Linked DNA regions of Rattus norvegicus: region 1 is linked to region 2. A link is a contact called in public HiChIP or PLAC-seq data. All regions are on one chromosome and are shown on one strand. The core of a region is the stretch at or near the end of the contact, and the rest is flanking DNA. Distances in the headings are between cores, read along the strand shown. Region 1 overlaps Csnk1g3 (casein kinase 1, gamma 3). Region 2 holds the start of Cep120 (centrosomal protein 120).

Region 1 (6,258 bases), core at 2,889-5,388, 190 kb after region 2:
TTTATGTAAAATTAATAGAGTACGCCTAGCTTTTGGTCGTTAGGGACATTGCATGGGCATCGCTGCAGCACTGCTTTTCTGTAAGTGCGAGTCCTCGGCCTTGCAGGACGCTGCGCGTTTAATGTTACTTTAAGGTTAGTTTTTAGGAGGTAGCCTGTAGTAATGGTGCTTGGGAAAACAATGTGATCGTTTAATCATGGCTGTGTTTGATGACTTCTCTCTCTCCCTCTCTCCCTTTCCTTTGTTTTCTGTGTAGCTGCCAGAAAGTACTGAACATGTGGTGAGTTCTCGAGTGCAGGCAGGCAGACATAGCTCCACTGACTAACTTCAAGATCTAACGCCATTCAGTACAATTAAACCAAAGTTTATTTAGAGATTACAATTGGTAAAACCAAACGAATTGATAACGGTAACCTTAGCTCTTGAGAGCAAGAAGTACTTGTTGAGGAGCTGTTTTGCCTGCTGCCGCTTTTCGCTCTAAGTGACGTAGTTTGGGGCGCTCCTTCGCTGCACAGAGAATGCCACCCTGCTTCTGCTTGCCATTCATTTTGTAGCATGGACGTTTTGTTACTTCTTAAGTAGAAGGCTGAGTTTTTGAGTTAAACTTTATATTTTCCTATTTTCAACTTCTGAATACATATTCTTTCCCCCTACCATATCACTAAATCTTATTTCATTTACTAACCAGTACGTTAAAAGGCCTCTAATAGTTCTTAACAATATTCTTCCTGGGAGAAATGATACTAAATTTTATATATTTTCTGATATTTGCCTTCAAGTGGAATTCTGTGTTTAGATGTCTCCCTCAATCTCAGTACAGGTTTTGAGTCAGTTCTGTGGTGAACTAAAGCCTTAGATGAGTCAGTTTTAAAGCCTGTCAGTCATCTTCCTTTACTACATCCTTAAAAAAACTGAGAAACTGCTGAGGATACTTCTTTTTACCAAGAAGTGATCCATTTCAGTTTCATTTTAGAGTTGATTGCTGGTGTGACAAAATTTAGTATATTTAAGACAAAATTAGTTTGCTAGTTATTAAATAAAATAGTTTGCTTGTTATTAAATAGAAAAACTAACTGTAATGGCTTATGTTTGTGCATGTAAGACACAGTGCTAAGGACAGTTCTTCTGTAGATGGCAGTGTAGCAAGTCTGCACATGCCGTTGCGGTTGGGTTAGCTGTGTGCTTGTGCTCCTCTGGGTGGTACTTTGTTAGGCTTGTTTCTTTCCCTAAAATGCTGCTATTAATACCCATCCCGTAGGGAAATGAGAAAAAGAGCGGCTGTGGAGAGGCTCAGAGTTTGTCTCTAATGTACCACACCTCTTTGTCCTTCATCACTGGCTACCTTTCGTGCTCTTCACAGAACAAGACTTCTTCCAGCACTGCTCCACGGGCATTGTTAAACCTGCCGTCTGTGTTCACATCCTTTTAGAGACTGACTTTATATGTTCATTCAGTAGTTAACACTGCTGAGGTTTTCGACATCTCTGATTCACAAACTAGCAGGAGAGACTGTAGTTGCATTAGTAGATCTTAGTATATACAAGGTAAAGCTTCCAGTCTGTAGAGAGTAATCAGAGAATGCTTTGTACATGCGGCTTTCAAGAATGACATGGTTCACTTAGTTATGAAGTCTTTGGGTGTGTGTGCAGATATTCTGGCTTTTCTCTAGAGCCTTGGAGAACAAGAATGAAGAACATAATGGGACTGCTGGAGGATTTTGTCACCTCCTTTTTTTTCCCAACCCCCATTTAAACCTGACACTGTATATTTTACTACAGTCTTGTTAATCTGCTTCTCAGCTTCCTGATACATCTCTCACATCATTGATGACTCTCTCGATGTATTGGAAACTAGGCCTTTAGATCCCAGTGATTAAAGTAGGAAACCACAGTAAATTATTACTAAATCATTCTCTAAAGCAATTTACCATAATGAAACAAATTCTATCATAAAAAGAGGTGACAGGAACAGAATAATGCCATCTATTACATAGCTCCACTTACATGAACTGTGAACAGGGTGGCAGGAAAGGACAGAAACTACAGTAGTTGTTGTCTGTGGCAGAAGAAAACGGGGGTACTGTTGAGAGACAGCAGGGCTCCTTTAAGGAATGAAGAGGCTCTGAAGTTAGGTTGTGGTGATGTTTATACAATTCTGTGAATACTCATCTCTGCTTTGTACACATCATGAGGACACATTTTATGACGTGTGAATTATAGCCAAATAAAGTAGTTGTTAAAAGATAGTGGGGGTTGGGGATTTAGCTTAGTGGTAGAGCGCTTGCCTAGGAAGCGCAAGGCCCTGGGTTTGGTCCCCAGCTCCGAAAAAAAGAACCAAAAAAAAAAAAAAAAAAAAAAAGATAGTGACCTATGAGTTCAGGAAAACTTTGTTCTAGTTGGTTGCAAGAACCCACTGAACTTCTTTTCATTAAAGCTCTCAGTTAGAACTCTCTTTATACATTTTTTTGCCTTTTAATCAGATTATTTTTAGCATTTCTATAACACATTGTTCATATCTTCTGAGACTAGGGAATATGAACAGAACTAATTTTGCTAGATTGTATTCTAATATTTACTGGAGAAAATATTGTATCTTTGATTGAAGATAATTTCAAAGCTTACATACACCATTAGATGATGTTTTGGGTCCTAGATATGTAAGGCTTTGTGTGTGCTTGTGCATGTACATGTGTGTTTGTGTAGGGGTGTTCAATCTAGAGCTTTGTACATGTAAAGCAGGTGCCTTATCACTGAGCTGTACCTCAGCCACCACAACCACTGTAGAAGAGAGCAAAGGGCTTATAAAGGGATAAAAGACTGTGGTATGCACACAGAGTGGAACATCAGTGCTTCCCCTCGGTCCCTGTTGCCTCCCTCTCCTGCTTTTCCCTGAGAGAGGGAGTAAGAGGATCATGGAAACAGCTTAGGGACTAAAGAGCTGTGTGGCCTCAGTAGGTAACCAGTGAAGAACCAGTGAGGAAGTTGATGAGCAAGAGGGCGTGGCTGTACTCACGACAGATTGTCAAGTAGAGACTCAGACTGTGAATTCAGGCTAGCTTGAGCTCTTTCCTCTTCTTGATGGGATTAGAGGTGTGATCAGCTTAAGAGGAAACTTTGGTGAAAAGCAGTGGTATAGGCAAGGTGAAAATTTTCTGAACTAAGCCAGCTTGAAAAGGTGAGAAGGTTGCATCTCTTTAGACAGATTAATTGCAAGTGGGTAGAGAGGAAGACGTAGGATTATAGGTAGCTACATGAAGGAGTTACATACATAGCTCTTGCCTAACTGAGAAATCCGAAGAAAAGGAATTTCACATAAAGTATTAATTTTAAGGTAAATACTTCTTAGTTGTCATAAAAGGCACTTTTCTACGTGCTCATTAAGCCAGGGCGGGAGAGCCGGCATCTGAAGTCCTCAGTGGGTGGCACAGACTGGATGCAGGCAGAGTCTTCAGCAAAGGCGATGCTGGAGAATCGTAGTAGAAGGGATAGGGAAGACCCTCAGATCCAGTCAGGAAACATGCTTCAGATGGACAGAGGAAAGTGTGCTGGAGAAGAGGAACTTCTCAGTGATGAGGGCAGAGAGTGAAGTGAATTGGAGGTGTGATGTGACTATCAAAGCCAAGACTCACTGATTAACATCTAAAGCGTGCGGTCCAGATCAGTTTTCTCCAGAAAGGCCTCATAGTGGAACTGAGATACTCATTCTCTCGGCCACGGTAGATTCGTGCCCCGTGGATAAGAACTCCAGCTTTAGAACAGACCTGTAGTTGTAAGTAGAGCCTACTGTGGGATTCAGTTGTGTGGATGAGGATATCCTTCAGTGTGTACTAAACAAGTAGCAACTTTCGCTCATTTGATGGGCTAGCTCTGTGTGAGCTATCGCATAGCTTCGTTAGTGTCGGGGAGACTACAGCAAACAACCATTGTAACATAGTAAGTGCACAGAAATGACAGGGTCGTGAGAGCAGCTCTGTTTCAGATTGAGTACTTAGACAAGATAATAAGATGACAATTTCTTAATCAGCAAGACTATGGATCAACTGGTTTTGAAGTGACTTTGATCTTTACAACTAGCAGGAGGTTAGCATTTCACTTTGCTCCTTTAATGCACTGCTTTGTGGGCAGATGCATTTATAGAACATGCATCAATGGTGCCCTCTGGTGGTAGTTGCTTTAACAGTATGTCATCCTATTTAGTGGGATTTATTCTAAAAGTTACATTGTTTTTGAACTGAAAGGACCTGTGCAGTTAGAATTCATTTTAAATCTGTATTTAGTTTCAAATAAATGCTTGGGCACCTTATTCAAGAAAGGTTATTTAACAAATGAAAAGAGCTTCGCTTTCATAACTAAAAGCAAAACCAAAGAAAGCGGTGTGAACACAGCAGCATAGACAAGCTGGCAGCCTGTTTATCAAGACCTGTGCTGACTGCATTTCCCTCCAGAAAGGCTGGTATAGTTTAAAGTGGCTCTTTAGAAAGGGTTTGAAGGAATGTACTATGGAGCTTAAAATGACATAATAATAGATAGGAATATTTAATACCATTAGCATGACCTTTATATTAAACAACGCTGAAGTTTCATTGAAATATCACTAGAGTCTTTAATATTGTAAATATTTGGTCTATTTCTTTTAAATAACATTTTTTTTTCATTTTAGCTTTTACCCTGTGGGTGTTGTCCAGATTTACTTGAATAATATTTTATCCCCCTCCAGTTGAAACAGGGTCTCACACAGTCCAGACTGAACCCGAACTCTTTTTGGAGGGTGCCCTTGAGCCGCCTCGTTCTTGTTTCTCCTTCCTGACCAGCTGAAGTGGCTCTGAGCATTGGCTCAGGGCTCTGCCCACCAAGCACATTCCTTTTACGTCTCTCCTTCTGATAGTTTATACATCTGAAACTTGAGAAAGTGTTAGTTCCGTGTAGTTGAAAGTAAATGTGGCTGTTTTTTAAACTCCTGAAACAATGCATTGTATTAGCCCTTGCTTGACGGCAGCGGCTCTGATTTAGGCCCCTAAGTATTTCGCCATTCACAGACATACACACTCTCACACTCATTGCTGTTTATTCCGGTTACCTCAGTAAGATAAAGTCATATCTAGATACATTTAACCTAGGAAAAAGGACAAGGATTAAATAGTGTTTGAGTTTGTTTTTTAAAAACTATGTATTTAAAATAAGTTTTCAATACATAGTTTTTGAATATTAACATGGACATGCCTTGGCTCTATGATTTTAAAGGTTAAGTATAAAATTAGTTTGATCAAAATTGAACAACTTATACTAGGCTTTGACTCTTAAAATGATTTTTTTAAAAAAGGCAAATGGCTCAAGAGTTCCTCGTCATCCTCAGCTACAGAGTGAGCTTGAGGCCAGTCCGCACCGTCTTAGAGTCTGTCCTAAAAACGGGCAGAGTAAGTTCTAGTCTTAGCTATACTTAGTCTGTTTCCTCTTTCTGCTTCATAAACATGGTAGGATATACTTGAACGATGTTGGTTTTTTGTTTTGTTTTAGAATCTAAACTGATTTGTACTAAAACAAAATCCCTAGTAATAAGGTCATTATTCTTCTGCAACAGTGGCTTTAGGAACCATAACTACTAGAGAGAAAGAAAGGGAGAAACTATACAGGTGAGCTCTATACAGGCAGGGCCCCCGAGACCCTTAGTTGTCCTGAGGGAAATGAGGCAGGTCAGTGGAGAGTCAGCACTTCAGTTCTTAGAGCAGAGTCTTTGGACTTACTGGCCCCGTTAGTGTTGCACAGAATGTCCTGCTGTCCGCAGAAGGCATGCTGGTAGGAATAGTCACAGGAACTGTCATGGGAACTGCCATGGTCACTAATACCCACGCTTCGCTGGTTGTTCACTGTCTCTCCTGCACGAGCCTGTTGCATTCTCTCACCTTCTCGAGTGCTGTGATAGTTCGACCTTGAGGAACTTTGGTGCGTTTGTAGTGACGGAATGTTTCCTTCATCTGCAGGTGCTGCTGCTTTTTCAAACGAAGGAAAAGGAAAACCATACAACGTCACAAGTGACTGGACACAGACAGAGCCTGGGGAGTTACTTACATGTTTATATGCTGTCTCGTGATTAAAATCATCTCTAGAGTGACCACATATATTTTCAAGGACTCACTCTTGAAACAAAAAAGTCATACTTTCATATTTCATTTTGTGGTTGTCTTATATTCATTCCCCCACCCCTAATTTAACTTTATGGAAGCTTTAAAATCTTGTCAGAACATGAGTGCTTTGCCCATCC
Region 2 (5,588 bases), core at 1,045-3,544:
GATCACTGCCAGGTAGTCCAGGGCAGCAGCTATTTCTGGAAAGGAAGGAAATGATAGGAAGACAGACAGAGATCATTACTGCAGGTCAGGTGACAGTGAAGGTTTGAACCCAGGCACGCAGTGGAGACCGTGTGTGTAATGCGACCATTTGGGAGACGGGGATGGAAGGCGGAATAGAGAATGGTGAGGAATCCTAGGTGCCCAGGTTGATGTAAACACTGCCAGAGCTGGGGAGAGGACGGCATGCCAGTTTTAGGTGTGTTTGTACTAACAACCTAACCAAAATCCCTGATTCCTGGTTCTATTTCCTGAATATAACTCTTAAACCAAACACCAGTAAAGTTCATTTTTCTAAGTAGGACTATAGGCACAAATGCTTTTCTTAGAATAACACCCTCCTTGGCTTCCAAGGTCCTCCAAAGTCGATTCACTCTGGTTCTTTCTGACCAAGTACAATATTCCCAAATATTGTACCTTCCTCTTGTGCCTTCCTTCCACTCCAATTATTCTGGCTTCTCTGGTCACCAGAAATGACTTTCTTCTACCCTTGTCTGTCTAGTGCTCAAGAAAGAAGCTACTTCAATCACTACTCCTACTGCCAAACCCACGTTTATGGTCTACATCACACAGTTATTATAGTGTAGCCTAACATATAGTGTCTTACACCATAATTTGTTTATCCCAAGTAAACAGACCCCAGTATCTAGGAAGGCAGGAAATCACATTTTTTTCCATAGAGAAGGGCCCAGTTCTAAATTTAACAGCCTCTATCAACCAATTAGAAGATTATTTGAGTCTTGTGGGGTTTGGTTTATTTGGGAGTTTTTTTATTTGTTTGTTCAGTGGGGTGCAGCAAATCATTAGTAGACCAGGTTGGCCTTGACCTCACAGGGATTAGCCTTCTCTCAGCCACTCAAGTGCTGGGATTAAAGGCCTGAGCTACCACTTCCTGCACAATCCTGTGTTTTTAAGCAATAAAGAAACAATTATTATTGTCCCTATTGTTTAATAGCCTCTGGTCAATTTCTTATTCCAAAACTCAGAAGCTATTTTTACACTGTATTTCTTTTTTCCCTTTTCTCAAACAGGATCAGACTTCTCCCAAGGGGAGAAGGGCTGAACCAACACCCGTGGTTTAAACTCTCATAACTGACAACCTGCTCTAGTTTACGAAACAACCTCACTTGGTCCCCACTCAGCTAACGACGATGAATCGAAGCAACATTTGCTGAATGAAGCTGAGAGCAAAGCATGTCTTTTTTCCCACATCTTCAGTGCTTTATGCGGCTCAACAGACCATCTGAAAAGCCTCTGTCATCTGACCCATTCCTAATTAGCTTCAAGATCCACATAACTGCCAACTCCTCAGGAAAGCATTCCCCAAAAAGGGTGGTCATCCCAGCATGACCCACTGCCCACTTTACTTACTCTCTAAGCTTCCAGACCTAGAGTCATCTGCATTGCCAGCACAGCACCTGACGTTCAGTAAGTCCCCGATAAACTCACTCAACAAACATGCAAGGATCATTTAACACCCCAACCACGGTAGTCCCCTAGGTAGGCCATCAAGACATGTGAAGGGAACAGTCTCGGCAATACATCTGAAATGGTACAAAGCCTGTATTAAAGTCAATGGCAAAGTTCTTACAAATGGTATTAGCGGGGACTGCTGAACAGAAGGTGCTTTGCAGGCACTTTTAGCTCATATATAAAAGCCATCGACAGGCTGCTTCTGATGGAAATCGTTTTTTCTACATTCTCTGGGGCTACGGCTAGTCACGCTAAATATCACTTATCCCTAATAGCACTCACGCTCCCCGGAGAGATGTTTAAATCAATTGCCTAACAGACCTCGCTCCATGCAACTGAACAAGTCTTCGGGGACCACAAAGGCAGAGATGACAGGGTTCGTAAGGTTAACAAAGCCTCGGTCACACATTACTCTGCTGAGGTTCGGGAAGCAGCAGTTGCAAAAAACCCGAGGCCGCTCACCTTCGAGGATGGATACGACGATGAGCAGCTGGTCGGACTTGGGGACCATGGTCGTGGCGGCGGGGTCTGCAGGAAAGAGGCCGAGTGAGGGGCGCAGGCCGGCCCCGCTCCCCAGGCCGCCGCCCAGGCCCTAACCCAGCCCCGACTCGATGAAGGCTGCTCCGCTGCCTGGCCCTGCTCCCCAACAAGCCCGCCGCCCCGGCACCTTTTGCCGCCTGCTAAGCCGCTATTCAAACGCCCGGGCAGCCGCAGCGGACGCCGCCGCGCCCCGCTTCCGCCTAGCAACCAGGCCCGCGGGCCGAGAGCCCGGGGGAGGTTGGAGGACAAAGGGCGATAGAGACCAGGGCGGTCGAGGATAGAACGCCCATCAGCCGGCTTCACCTCCCGCCCTTTGACGCTCTTTCCAAGAGCCCTGGGAAAACACGACAGCATTAGCCCGCAGCGCCGCCTGCTGGTCGCATGCGGAAAGGCAGGAGACTTGAACCATCACTATCCTCCCGCCCCCGTCTCAGGCTGCGCAAGCGCACCGTAGCTCTAAACGCTTCCCGGTTCTGTGTAGTTTTTCTCTTTAAATGAGTAGGAGGGCAGTGTGTTTTGAGGGTTTTGCTCGGCGGTAATCTGAGAAATAAAGCAATAGCGTTTTTAATGCTAGTTCTCAGGCATCTGAGACCGAACGTATTGTCACGAAAAAAAATAATGGCCTGAGTGTGAACCGCTCATGCTCATCACTTCAACTGTTGGTCCTATGAAAACAAGTAGCGTCAATGCGGTAGTTACTGTAACTGCTGGCGCTGACGTAATCTCTCCCAGATTAAGCAATACTTTAGAAACGTCTCTAAAAAGAGGGGGAGAGAGGAAAAACACATTGTCACGTGGGCGAGAATATTTAAAGGAGTAGGTTCTATGCAGACATAGTAAATTTGCAAATCAAGGCCAAAAGTTAACGAGGGGAAAGTGCCGTGAACCCACATTTCCCCTTCCGATTTCAAACTTTGGGGGACGGGGGAGATAACATGGATTTTGAAGATTATCTAACTAAAAAGCGAATCGGTTGGAGCCGTCGTGGACACTGTTAGCGTTAAAATTTGCAAGAATTCCGCCCGGAAAGTCAAAAGTAACAGATAATACGGCAAAAAATAAACTAGCTGAAGTGAGGTCTCAGGAGGTAGAGGACTAAGTGTGCTAACACCTGCTGCTTTCTTGCTCTGTAAACCTAGAAGATGTTTTGAGTGCAATAATAATTCGATCTCTGAGCCCTGCTGCTGTCTTCTACACTGTTCTTTCTCTTCTTTGTCTCCAAAAGAAAAGGATATGGAGACTGAGCTAGATTACCTGTAAAGCCCTTCAGGGATCCGGAGAGTTTTACCTGAAATGTGGTATTCATATAAAGCTAAAATGACGTTCAGTTTTGTGTGCGTTGTTGAGCGCTGTGCTCTTTTGTGGTGGATATCTAAAAGTAAGAAGAATCACAGCTGGCTTATGTGAAAAGCAGTTTTTTGTTTTTTGTTTTTTTTTTTTACCAAGGTGTTATATTAAATGCTAGTTACTTTTACATGAATACTTTTACATGATAATTCTTTTACATGAATAATCTCATGACTTAATCGCTATAAAAACTGACCTTCTATAATTTATAGTTTTTATTTAAAACATACACTTATTTTCCTTGAGGATTTCCATCAAGGCTGAAAACCCAGATTAGATTATCACTACATTCCAGAAAATAGTCACACCACTAAAAAAAAATCTGTAACATTAATCAAATGAAGTAAGATGAGGGGTGGGAGGACGTGGAGAGATAGTGTCAAAGTTAATAGTACTTGATGCTCTTCCACAGGGCTTGAGTTCAGTTCCTGACACCCAGGCAGGCAACTCCCAATTATCTGTAATTCCAGAGCCATGGAATTGCAACGACCTCTCTGACTTCCAAGAGCACACGAATACACACACACACACACACACACACACACACACACACACACACACACACAGTTTTTCTTGTAGTAAAATTTTTTGATATATCTCTCGTTTCCAAACTCTGTGTGTGTGTGTGTGTGTGTTTGTGTGTGTGTGTGTGTGTGTGTGTGTGTGGTGGGGCACACTTACAGGTCAGAGGACAACTTCTGGAAGTCAGTTCTCTCTTACTATGTGGGATCCTAGGGATCAGACTCAGGTCGCCAAGCGTGACCTGGCAGCAGGTGCCTTTACTTGCCCTGCCATTGCAGTAGCGTTTCAGCTCTCTGCATCAGGATCTCCTCTCTAAATGTCGTTGTTTGTAAAGTCCCCTCCCTGGAGCTGCCGAAAAGTTGCCAGCATCATTTGCGTGGTACCTTTATTTTCACAGACTGCACACAGTTAATGACATGGAAGTTGCCGTCTACAAATGGACCGTAATATTCCATCATCATCTAAGTCCGCAGTTCCGTAATCTAATTCCCTTCTTGGTGTCTAAACAACAAGAGGCTTTGGTTCTAGCATAAAGCATCACATATTAGGTTAAGTCCATGAGAGGAAATTTTATTACAGGCTTATGAAGTACCAATTACTGCATCCGAATACATAAAAAACTGTTTATAGCATATGTAAATTGTATCTGTTAAACAATGGAAGGTTCATCGCACTATGAGCATACAAAGCGTGCAAATTCAAACTGACAGTCACTGAATTCACTAACCTGCCGGCCTACTAGCTTTCTATTTCTATAAATTTCTGCAATCGAAAGGGCATCGGTTTATAGCAAGCTCCTTTTTTCTATATCTATTTCATATTCTGGATAAATCCTGATGTGTAGTATTTTTATGCTTTATTTTCAACAACTTCTAGGGAGAAGAAATTAGAAATTATATTAGTATTTCCTGTCTTCACACCATCTCCGTATATATAAACAGGCCCATATATATACTATATGTATATATGTATATATATGTTATATAATATATATAATATTAATAAAACTAAGCCAAGCTCCCTGGACTAATAAAATTAACACACTTATTGACTAGCTGTTGTTTGTAAAAATGTGATACCAAAAACTGACTTTTGAGAACTGCTTAGAAAATCAGCCTCCATTTGGAAGAAGGATTTGGAAGAGCTGGGTGTGGAGGGATAAACCCTTGTAATATCAGTACTCAAGAGGCTGAAGCAGGGGGATTCCTGTAAATTTTGGGCCAACCTGGGCTATCGAGGGAGACCCTGCCTCTAAATCAGAAAGACAACTGCTCTGAGGCTCAGGCCTACCACTGAAGAGAGGAGAGAAAGAGAGCGAGAGCTGAAGAGTAAAGCGTTGTGACAGGACATGACAGCTGGTGTGATGTGGCCATTGGACTTACTGCAGTTATAGTGACACGCACTGGACTTCCACCTGGTCAAGGCAAGATCAGCCAGCATTCCAGCAGGCAACACTAACTAGACTCAGTGGTTTACAGGAGAGAGACAGACAGACAGACAGACAGACAGACAAAAGAAAGGAGGGGACTGGAAGGTAGGGAGGCAGATGTGTTGGAGGGTGTTGGAGGCAGTGAGAAAGAGTTCGGAGTGAAAGCAAATACATCGTTTATATGTGTAAAATTGTCAAAAAATAACAGCATTCAAGAAAG

The links. HiChIP or PLAC-seq counts read pairs in DNA pulled down with a chosen protein or histone mark.
Region 1: an H3K27ac HiChIP or PLAC-seq map of oligodendrocytes shows a contact between it and region 2, with 6 times the contacts expected there. The contact joins the enhancer-like site here to the promoter of Cep120 in region 2. A contact is called at or near these places in 7 of 12 Hi-C or Micro-C datasets (Schwann cells, frontal cortex, kidney and 3 more) and 1 of 1 datasets of contacts at active chromatin or transcription factors (oligodendrocytes).

Annotation. Positions count from the first base shown.
Region 1 is chr18:49,576,578-49,582,835 of GRCr8, forward strand. It overlaps Csnk1g3 (casein kinase 1, gamma 3), which reads left to right. Exons shown (of 13, transcript NM_001393750.1): 12 at 257-280; 13 at 5,978-6,258. The coding sequence ends at 6,032. Among named protein-coding and RNA genes, the nearest start is that of Csnk1g3, 82 kb to the left of the region's middle. Within about 2 kb of position 4,139, at least 2 of the 93 cell types and tissues checked have an H3K27ac peak or open chromatin away from gene starts, as enhancers often do.
Region 2 is chr18:49,385,949-49,391,536 of GRCr8, forward strand. Cep120 (centrosomal protein 120) reads right to left here and starts at 2,295. Exons shown (of 21, transcript NM_001191697.1): 1 at 2,198-2,295; 2 at 1,993-2,058. The coding sequence starts at 2,041. LOC134483022 (a long non-coding RNA gene) reads left to right here and starts at 209. Exons shown (of 2, transcript XR_010059821.1): 1 at 209-256; 2 at 1,089-1,242.